Linked DNA regions of Triticum aestivum: region 1 is linked to region 2. A link is a contact called in public Hi-C data. All regions are on one chromosome and are shown on one strand. Each heading gives the region's core, a stretch centred on a gene start, on an enhancer-like site or on the middle of the called end of the contact. The rest is flanking DNA. Distances are from core to core; before and after follow the strand shown.

Region 1 (5,566 bases), core at 892-3,391, 250 kb before region 2:
ACCGTATTATGGTTTGTCCGCTCGCAGGTCTCTGAAATGGAATCTTGCATCCTTTATCAAACATGCCAACGGAACTCAAACCCTCCACATGTTCCATGGACATGAACATGAACGAGGATCTACACAAGGTGCCACTGGATGGAACTTTAGATTATATGCATGGAATGAAGATTGGATGGCAGGGGAGGGGATCTGACATGCTACATATGCAACAAACTAAGGTGGGAGGGGAGATGTGCAGATAAAAGTCAGTTGACAGATGAGGGAGAAAGGGCATCGAAGGGGGGCTTCTTGAACCTCCACTGGCTTCTTCATTCCAAAAAATACAGAAGAGCCAGCGAGGAGAGATCCTTGTGTTCTTTGCAGAGCACCAGGGAAGTCGGTGTGAGAGGAGTGTCAAGATGGCGAGGCAGAATGTATGTATCGGAAGAATATAATATGCAGACATCCTACAGAATATAAGATGGGAACAGATGCTGGAGCGTAAACTCTAGTTATCTAACAGTAGAACAGAACTTATTACCCTACCCCTGCCTGCTGCAGTTTCCTACTAGCTAGGATCACGCAGACTACCAACCACTAATGGATCACTGACCATGGATGGGAATGAAGATCTAACACCTAAAGAAAGTTGGAACCCTATAGGTGAACACAAGCTACAAGGTGACTCTGAAACTGCTGTGCTCTCTCCACCCCAACAGTCTCCACCACCACCACATCCTTCACGGCAGCTTCCCGCGAGTCATGATGTGCTTGCTAACACACCTAACAGTACTCCTGTTGATGCAGAATCTAGGTGGAAGGCTGCTATTCTAAGTTACTTTATACAAAGTACCCAAGGTTAGTTGCTGATGACCTATGTACACGGTGATGCCCCCATCATTCAGTCCTCGGTGATTTCCAAATTAAGGATCCTCCTCAGATTCTCCGTGGCAATGGCAGTATCATTGTCACCGAAGAAGCCAAGTCCTGAGCCAGCAGTGGGTGTCGAAGGTGCAGACTTGGCATGCACAAGCACCTCCACATGCTCTGGCCTATCAGCAGGTGGCAACTCAAGCGATACACTGCGCTTCTGGTGGAGTGAGAACTTGGGAATAGGCAGCGAGCTGGGTGGCGGCGAATTGGAGTATGCCGGGCCAGCCCAAAGCTCGGGACGGGAAGGAGGAGATCCTGATGGAGTTATAGGAATCGCCCTGCTGCGCTTTTTGCCATTGTGCAGCTGCTGCTTGGGCGTCTTGGGCTCCGGGGAGTAGGTCCGAGCCCGGGGGGCAGGCGGAGGTGGGGGTGGGGGCGGGGACGGCAGGATGCCGATGCTGATACTGGAGTGGAAGGCACGGCAGTTGAAGGCGTGGTAGCCACGCATGGGCTGAGGCGACGAGGTGTGCGGGGATGGCTTCCTCCGGCGACCAGAGTGGTGGTGGTGGCTGCGCTGCTGCGAGATGACCAGAGTCTCCATGGCGCCAAGTCGTAAGTGGCAGATCGAACCAAGCCCTGGTGCCAGGCAAATGAAACGCACATCAGAACATCTGAACATGCCATTTTGATCACAGCACTATTGATCACAACACTAGCGGCACTGAAAACTTAACAAAAACATCGACTTTGATGGAAACAATCATGCGCAAAACTACGCTTTCACTGTGCAAAATCGCAAACCACAACATAGATAGCAGATATTAGCAGAATCGTGGATCTACAGAGGACAGATGGATCGATACCTTCCGGATCTACACCCGACGAACAGATCGAAACCCACAGGAGCGCGAAGGGGTTCGCCCCTCCCTCTCAGATCGACTCCGCGCTTGTCTCCGCCGTCCCTAACCGCCGCCGCACGCGAGCGCACGCACGCTCCTGCATCCACGAACCCCATCGCGATCGATCAAACCAAACCGCCTAACAGAAATCCTGGGAACTACATACTCACGAGCACGGAGCAGCATTCCGCGACTCACCGATCAGACGAGACACCGGCCGGCGGCGAGAGGGTCGAGGGGGATCGGCGGATGGACCCTCGCGGGGCGGCCGGACGGACGGATCTGGCTGCCGCTGCTGGTGGAGGCGAGGCGAGATCTGTGTGCCTCGCGAGAGGGGATGGAGGGGGGCGATTGGGTGGGTGGGTGGGAGCGGAGGGGGTGGGGGTGGGGGGTGGAGTGGGGTGTTGAAGGGGAGGCAGCAACTGCTCTATGATGAGCTACGCCACGCCGGACTTGAAAGTCGGAACGGACGGCGCAAAGGCGGATTTGATAGCGGACGCCTCGGTTCCGAGGACGAGGAGCCCGTGCGCTGCTCCGCCCCGTGAATTGAAAGCTCTTCCACGTGTACTGGGGCCTGGGGGCCTCCCGGTCGTTGGATCTTGGGTCTGTGTGGATGGGCGGTGATGGGTCGTTGGATCTTGGGCCGGCGTGAAATTTTTACATATACTAGTACAAATGCCCGTGCGTTGCACCGGGCGAAATATTAAATATAACTTGCTCCACATGCAATTGTGAAACACATTTTTAACCCAATTATTGCAAACGTCAGAAATAAGGTTACACCAAGTATTTCTTTTTGGTATGAAATAGTCTTTCAATCAATTTTATTTTTTGTTGTTCGGAAAAACATGAATATTTCTTTTGTTTTGAGAAGGTGTTTTTTTATTAATTTCAACAATATTTTTTAAAATGGAATCATTTTTATGGTGACGAACATTTTTTTGCAATATAATATTTCATTTGTAATTTGTTTTGCACTATTTTTTGGGCTTGGCCCATTAAAAACTTGACCGACACACACACGGACAACACGCATGAACGCGATCTTTCTTTCCCGTTTCCCATTCTTCTCCCCCCCCCTGTTAGGATAGTGCCGACGCCACCTCCGTTGTCCCCGTCGTTCTCGGAGGACGAGGGCAGGAAGAATAGCGCTTCCAGTGGCCGCACCATCATGTCCTTGGGCGGCTCCCTCTTCCTCCATGTCCCCCTCCCACCCATCTGGAGTAAGAAAGCGACCATGATGAGCTTGCCATGGAATTTAAGCGGCTCCATTCTTCACATCATGTCAGGCAATGTCATTGTCAATTGGGGAAAATCCATATATGAGAACATCAGACATCTCATTTCCTCTTTCCCCACATCCCACATAAACCAGAGCTTCTGAATTGGAGTACCGCGGACATTTTCAAACTCAATAGACGGTATAGAGATGGTACCCCAAAAAAATATAGACAAAGATTTTCCCACATCCATGACAACAGAGCAGTCAGCTGACCACCTTAGAAAGTGCCTGACTAATGACATTTTTTCCACAACCAAAAACACCAAATAGCACCATGTTCCTCCAAAAACTGAGGGGAGTGATACTGAGGGGAGCCATTTCAATTAGAAAACACTGGGATTTAATGGCGTTGGAAGGAAATGAAAAATCAACATCTGCAAAATGTTTGGTCATCTAAGAGAAGAAACCATAATAAATAAAAACATGTGTTTTATTCTGGAAATTGAAGCTCGGATAAGTTGTCGACAAACATGTCATGTAAGAAGAGGTGTCCACACCGAGCTTTGATGCATCAGGTCTTCGTGTACGCACATGCCATATCTGCAGCTCATTAACTTCCAAACATTAAGCTAGTAAATTAGTCCTCAAAAAAGTTATACCAAATAACTTCCTTGCTTGAAGCATAGTTAATTACTTCTTGATGCCCTGAAATTTCAGCTCTAGAAATGTATCCTGCATTTGCATACATAGCAACAACAGTTTATGAAACAAAGTTAAGCAATGGTAGAATGAATGGGAATAAATAAAAGATGTCATAAAGTGATAGCATCCACTTAACCTGTAGGCTATGTTGACCCGCTCGAGCGATGTAATTTACTTTCCCATGGAACCAGATTGAAGAGCGACATGGTGGTTCATCAAATTATTCTCAAAGACAATCTGTCAGAGTTAGATAACATTACAATTTGAACACAGGTTAATAATTAGAATCTAATTTGTTATTTTGAAATCTAAAAGCTCACACTTAGAATATCTTAATCAAGTGGGTGCCCATGCAGCAAGGTGCACAAAATCAGCTCTTGTGGCCTTTGTTCTATCTATGTATGATAAAAAATAATACTGAGTTGTACCTTCAGAAAACCAGAAAATTATGCAATGTTGTACTATGTAGGTCAACAGTGATATCCATGCCTGGTGATTATTTTCTGGGCATTATGTCCCATAATGTATACTTGAGTGTGGTTTTCAGATGACAAACAACAACCACAATTTCAGTATAGAGAGATGTGTCATAGTTCGGGTGCATCAATTTTTCTTGGCACTAAAAATATTAGAGCTTGGGTAGAAATAATAGTATCACACCAGTGTGAAACATCTTTCTGACCAACTGTTTTAGGAATAAAAGAGATGCATAAGCAAATTCATTCAACAAACAACAACTTCTATGTTTGCCTACTTCTCAACAAAATTTCATAGCCACGGCTAAAACTAAGACTAACAACCACACCAATCCAACAAATCTGTTGGGAGATAAGATAAGTTATGCAAGAAGAAAAACAATACCAGGATTTATTTTACCTGATTTATTCTACCATTAAGTTATGCAAAAAGTACAATGCAACCTTGAAACCACCAAGAGAGGATCTTGTGTATCATTCTCTGTTCTTTTAAAGATTAATTACCAGCGGATGCGATCAGATATGATGGATGGGTGAATATGCCGCCCTCATGTCAGATAAGTAACGTAATTACCTCTAGATGCGCACCGTGGTTCCACGGGCCAAAACCATTTCCACAGAAATTAGGCATTGGTGGCGGCAGATGATGATGCATCTGGTTTGGACTCGCCACTGACGGCAACCTCTGAAGGTCCCCACCATGATGTTGCTTAAGCAAGGAGGACACCCGCATTATCTCTGGTAGCATAAGTACAACAACAAACATTAGAAGCCAACATTAGCACGAAAAGGTGCTCCATGAAAAACTTTCTGTCACCGAAGAATCATATGAATCAAGGTACACACACACACACAGCCTGCACCTTGAGGCCAAAACAGAGTCAAGCAGAGCATGTTTGCATCAACAAGAGAGAAACATAAGCAATCAGGCCATGGCAAATCAGCAAGGACAAATTCCCATCTAGGCCAATAATGGTAGACGGGGCGGCGGCGGCGAGGGAGCGAATCGAGGCTCTCACTGTGGCCCAACAGCTTGATGTAGATTGGTAGCACCTGCATGAAACAGGACAAGCTTCTGGTGCTCCCGCAACAGCTCTGACATGTAGTGGCTGCGGCGACAATGATGCCATCCAATCCAATGGCACAGGAGGGCACAGAAAAACAGAGACAACCAATTCAGTGAGGCCGCCCGCCCAGCAAATAGAATATACATTCCATGAAACTCCCTTTTGGGTTCTAATGATTCAATCCTTGCTATGGAAGAAAAAAACAAACAAAGGAAACATTTAATTTATTTCAGGGTGCCCGAACCAAACTATATACATTCCATGGCTATATGGCAAACCATTAGTTAAGAGTATTTTACATTAAAAGATTGAGACTAATTAACACTACAATGATAGCATCTTCAG
Region 2 (4,979 bases), core at 1,977-4,476:
ATATTATCTAGAGTGCACACATCTAATAACCAAAAGAGTTCAAGTATGGAAGTTGTCCAAACCAAAGCCCGGTGGAACCATCATACTATCTCTTAGATGTTTCTTTTAATACCGTCTATTCCGCCACAGCCACATGTTAGGCCCAGGCACCTCTATCCATGTCCGGTGCTGGTGTCAAGCTGTGTAATGCTGGCTGCAGATGCCGCCTGGGGTCTATATAATTTATTGGTTGCCCAGTTCCAGGTTTGACAATGATAAATAGATGGAAATGGAGCGAGGATAGTGTTTAAACTTAACTTCGGTCAACAAACAGTGAAATAAATGTACACATAGGTTCAAGGTTAACTTCGTGGGTGAGTGAGTCCATTGGCATTAGGTTTTACCATTCTGATCAGGGTGGCTATCGGTATGGGCTTAATATATTTATCCAAGCCATGGACCAGGAACTGGTTAAAGATTGATAAAACTGCACTTTTCAAAGGTCTGCCTGGTATAAATAAGACTGGCAGAGGGATGAAAATGGAGCAGAAACTTCCCGTCCATTCCGTAAACAAATGGAAACAAAGCACAAAAATGGAAATGGAAATGGAAATGGAAATGGAAATTTACACAGCAGCAGCTGAAACAGAAACGGAACAGCATGTTCCGGCATAACTCCCGCATAAACAGAATTTCTGTATCTGCACATGCGAAAATATGCGTTTATCTTTAGTCTATATGGGCCCCAGCCCATATACATTTTTGGCCCAACCAAATCATATCCACCAAAAACTAATCATCCACTACTCCTGTAATCGTCGTCCCTCTGATTACACGCCGCCACTCCCATCCTCCACGCCTGCTCACCGTCAAACCTTGTTGCCTCTTCTTTGGCGCATAACCTAACAAGTTTGTCGGTTTGGTTGTGTTTTTTTGTATGGTCCAAGAGGTTTTCGAGTTCTTTCAAACTTTCGCTTTTGTATCGTGTCCGCATCGTATTTGCTCTGTATTCGTTTCCGGCAATATCTGCTTCCGTAATCATCTCCAGAATTTCCGTATTGGTTTCCGCTTCTGCTAAGAAATACGAAATCAAATGTGGCGGCACTCAGTTCTGTCGCTTCCGCTCCGTTTTCAGCCGAGTGAGAGATATTCTACAATTCTGAGGGAACAACAGGGGCACTACACATGCACTACCCGACATACACACATAGAGAGGGAGGGGAGCTGACCTTGAAAAGTAGGGCACGGTGACGAGACAACCCTAATTTAATGCAGCCAATTGGCAGCAAGCTAGTATGTAGTGAGGTTCTCAGCTGAGTACTTGTCTCCAACCACCTTGCAAGCATAGCATTTGCATCTTTCACAGGTCCACCTAGATTATCTGTAACAAGATCAGCTATCCTTTGCACTAGGAGTGTAATATTTGCAACAGGGAAGTCCAACAAGATGCATTGCGCCACTTGCTCCATCTCCTGCAAGGCAGTATCAACTGCACGGTTGATTACGATGACTTCAAAGCCCAGGTCCCCAATGCCTGTTTGAAGGTCTTCTAGTGATGGCATCTTCCCCTGCCTAGAGGACTCCATGGAGGGGTCAAATATGTCGTAGAAACCATCGACAACTTTCTCATGATAATCGAGGCAGTTGTAGTCCTGGAAATCAGAATGGAGCACATTTGTAAATACACTCACAGAGAATTTGAGATTAATTAATAAATCAAAGAGGAAAAGACGCAGATATTTGCCTAGCCAAGGAGAATAGCTACAACAACAAAGCAGCAGTGAATAGTATCTGGCACACTAAGTATGTGAATGGCATCAAAACAGCACGTAGAAAAACAGCTAGATGCGATCCAGCAGCGAATATTTTTTACAAATGTATATAACAAACGGACATCACATTTTGTTGAATGTTGAGCATGTAAGCTGAATTGCATCAGGAAAGAACACCAATATCTGTCTTCTCTCTATAAATAGGAAGCAGTAACAAATAGCATATCTATAGCTTTGATGTGGTCGAGCAAGCCTGTTGTTGCTACCACAAGCACTGATCCCTATTGCCATCTTAGTGTTTTCTACTTCTGCAGTAGCTTGTAGCACCTCTCCTCTTATGTGATTTTGACTGTGGACCCAGGTGAAGCTTGCCAGCAAACCAGATCTAGCTACTCTTCTTCTTTCTTTTTGCGAATTATCCAGATCTAGCTACTGCCCACTACTATCCAACAACCCCCATTGACCTATTTTAAATGTGAATATAGTGATATGAACAGAAAAACTTTACTTATATTCCAACTAAAAAAACTTTACTAATTTGAACAATGATAGATAAACTTAGTAGTATCGTGGGTTGAAATGGTAAATGGTGGAGGTGAACTAGCAAGCAAGTAGCACCACCGGAATCTGGCTAGACATTTGTTTGAATCATGAGTCTTGCTCCACATTAAGTGTGTCAATTCTGAAAACTGGCGTAATTAAGCAACTGCAACCTAATAGTACTACTATCTCATTAGAGAACTGTGCGGTTCAGCATTCCATCTCAGCTCAAATGGAATTCGCCGGTGTGAGGAGTGGAGCCTCACCCAGTATCGGCGGGAGAGCGAGTCGGCGGTGTGGCCGTCGTCCCGGCCGGCGGCGAAGCGGTCGCCCCCGCCGAGGCTCATGAGCTTGGCGTCCCTGATCTGGTCCCTGTCCCGGTCCCCCGCGCAGTCGCTGTTGGACGCCGACAGCGCCATGGCCAGCTGCATCTGGAACTCCTCCTCCGAGTACATGTAGTCGTCCCCGCCCGCTGCGCCTCCCCCTCCACCACCAACCCCCGCCATGGGCGTCGTCGCCACCGGGGCGGAGGCCGTCGGCGTCGCCGCGGCGGAGGACAACGCGGGCGCCGGAGCCGTCCCCGACGGGGAGCTCGCCGGCGAGGTCGCCGACGACTGCGGCTGCGACGAGGAGGCGGGGTCGTTGGACCGGTGCTGCCACTTGATCTTGCTCTTGAACAGGTTCTTCATCTCCGCGACTCGCAACCCCCTGCTCGGCCAGGGGCTCCGAGTCTCCCCACCCCCAGGCTTTTATCTGGCTGGCTGCAGGGCGCGTGGAGCGACGGTGATCGGCGGGGAGGGGTGACAGAAAGTCTCCGTGTCGTGATCGCGTCGCCACCGCCAGGAGGAGGGGACGGGGCGGGGGAAGGTGGGGAAAGCTTGCTGGGTAAGCGAGCGGGCGAGCGGGCACAGATGTTTCCGAGGGGGGAGACTGCGAAAACGCGGTGCTGTGGGGGTGACCTCCGGGTTTAGGCCGGGTTTCCGGGATGTTTACCCGACGAAACCGCCGGGTTTAGCACGACGCGAGTAAAGTTCAGCGGGCGGCGGGCGGCGGCGGGGGCGGGGGCCACTGGAGACTGCGACGCGAGTGCAGCAGACGGCAGGGAGCCGGCCGCGGGTCGTGCGCTCGGGCCCGTCTCACGGCGCGGTCATGTGCCGTGTGTGGGTACCGACCGGGAGAGGGACATGTGGAGGATGGATGATGTGCGGATACAATGTGCCGGCGCCGTGTTCCACCGTGGTGGGGGCTCAACCGGCGGGCCTCCGACGAGATCCAGAGCGCCTGACTCGGATGACGACGTCCAGAGGGGTCGAGGTGGCCGTTCTGACAGCCCGCCGTCGTCACATCGACGCGCGCACGGACTTTGAGGCTGGCTCGGAAGTAGTCGAAGGTCGCCGTCAGCTAGCCCTTGGCGAAGATATCCGCGCACCGAGAGCTCACCGAGATGTGCATGGCACGCACCTTGCCAAAACAGAGACCCCGGTCGCAGACGAAGTGGAGGTCGGTTTCGACATGTTTGATGTGTTGGTGCGGGACGGGGTTGCTCGAGAGCCACATCGCTGCTATGTTGTCGTAGAAGACGATAGTCGCTCATTGTATGAGATGCCAGAGTGTGGTGGGAGTTGTGCAGCCAGAGGATTACACCATAGAGTTAGTGACGATGGCTCGACCGCGAAACAATGTTCCGTTGTTGTCCAAGAAGATGTACAAACCAGACACAGATTTGCGCGTGTCTGGACACCCTGCCCGATCGCCACCAGAAAAGGTCACGAGATCATCGTCGGAGAAGCGTTAAATTTGCAGGGCAAGGTGCATCGTGCCTCTTAAGTAGCGGATGATTCGTTTGGCTGGCTGGTGGTGTTTTTCTCCACAATCATGATTGGATAAGCAACATTGTTGTACGACATAGGAAAAAACGGGGCGGTGAGCGTTAAGTACCATAGGGCACCATCTATGTTACAGTGGTGGGTGGGACTGGAAAAAGGAGCATTGTTCAACGCGAAAACTTTGGATTTGGTGTCAATCGGTGTGGTGATAGGATTGACGTTGAGGTGGACGCCACGATCTAGGATTTCTAGCATATTGCTCTTGGTAAAAAGAAAATAGGTCTCTGCTATTTCGACGTATGTTGATGCCCAGGAAGTGATGGAGCCCCCATAAACCGAACATGGAAAACAATCATTGGAGAGAGCCAATGATGTTGAGGAGAAGGGGAACGTGGCTAGCCGTGAGGATGATATCATCTACGTGGATAAGAAGGTAGGCGACAGATGTATCTCAATATAAAATGAAGAGGGAGGAGTCTGATTTCAAAGTGACGGACCTCATGGACACAAGGTAGGTGGTGAAACGAGGAAACCATGCTCGGGGGTTTGTTGTAGGCCATAAAGTGATTAGTAGACGGTGCGATGGACGAAAGGAGTCAAATAAGCCGAATGGTTGGTTGTTGTACATGATCTCAGCCAAATGTCCATGCAAGAAGGCGCTTCTCATTGATGGATAGGCCAAGAAGAGCTAAGGAATGTCGAGCATGATGAGGATCATCGCGTATTTGACCACTCGGCTAAATGTCTCCCTGTAGTCGATGACAGACTGTTGGGTAAAAACTGTAACACCCACCGAGTCTTGTACCGCGTTAAAGTCTCGGTTCGAAATTTGTAGTGGTGGATCCATTTGCTTGTCATGACA

Evidence for each region. A called contact is a pair of places that touch in the nucleus more often than the background predicts.
Region 1: a Hi-C map of leaf shows a contact between it and region 2, with 4 times the contacts expected there. The contact joins the promoter of LOC123093227 here to the promoter of LOC123093226 in region 2. A contact is called at or near these places in 2 of 5 Hi-C or Micro-C datasets (both in leaf).

The regions. Positions count from the first base shown.
Region 1 is chr4B:555,259,593-555,265,158 of IWGSC CS RefSeq v2.1, reverse strand. It overlaps LOC123093227 (leucine-rich repeat extensin-like protein 5), which reads right to left and starts at 2,141. Exons shown (of 4, transcript XM_044515135.1): 1 at 1,953-2,141; 2 at 1,719-1,851; 3 at 3-1,491. The coding sequence starts at 1,456. The coding sequence ends at 884. It overlaps LOC123095208 (a long non-coding RNA gene), which reads right to left and starts at 5,163. Exons shown (of 3, transcript XR_006446125.1): 1 at 4,729-5,163; 2 at 3,815-3,915; 3 at 3,367-3,708.
Region 2 is chr4B:555,016,130-555,021,108 of IWGSC CS RefSeq v2.1, reverse strand. LOC123093226 (serine/threonine-protein kinase EDR1) reads right to left here and starts at 3,226. Exons shown (of 13, transcript XM_044515134.1): 1 at 2,558-3,226; 2 at 1,209-1,631. The coding sequence starts at 2,980.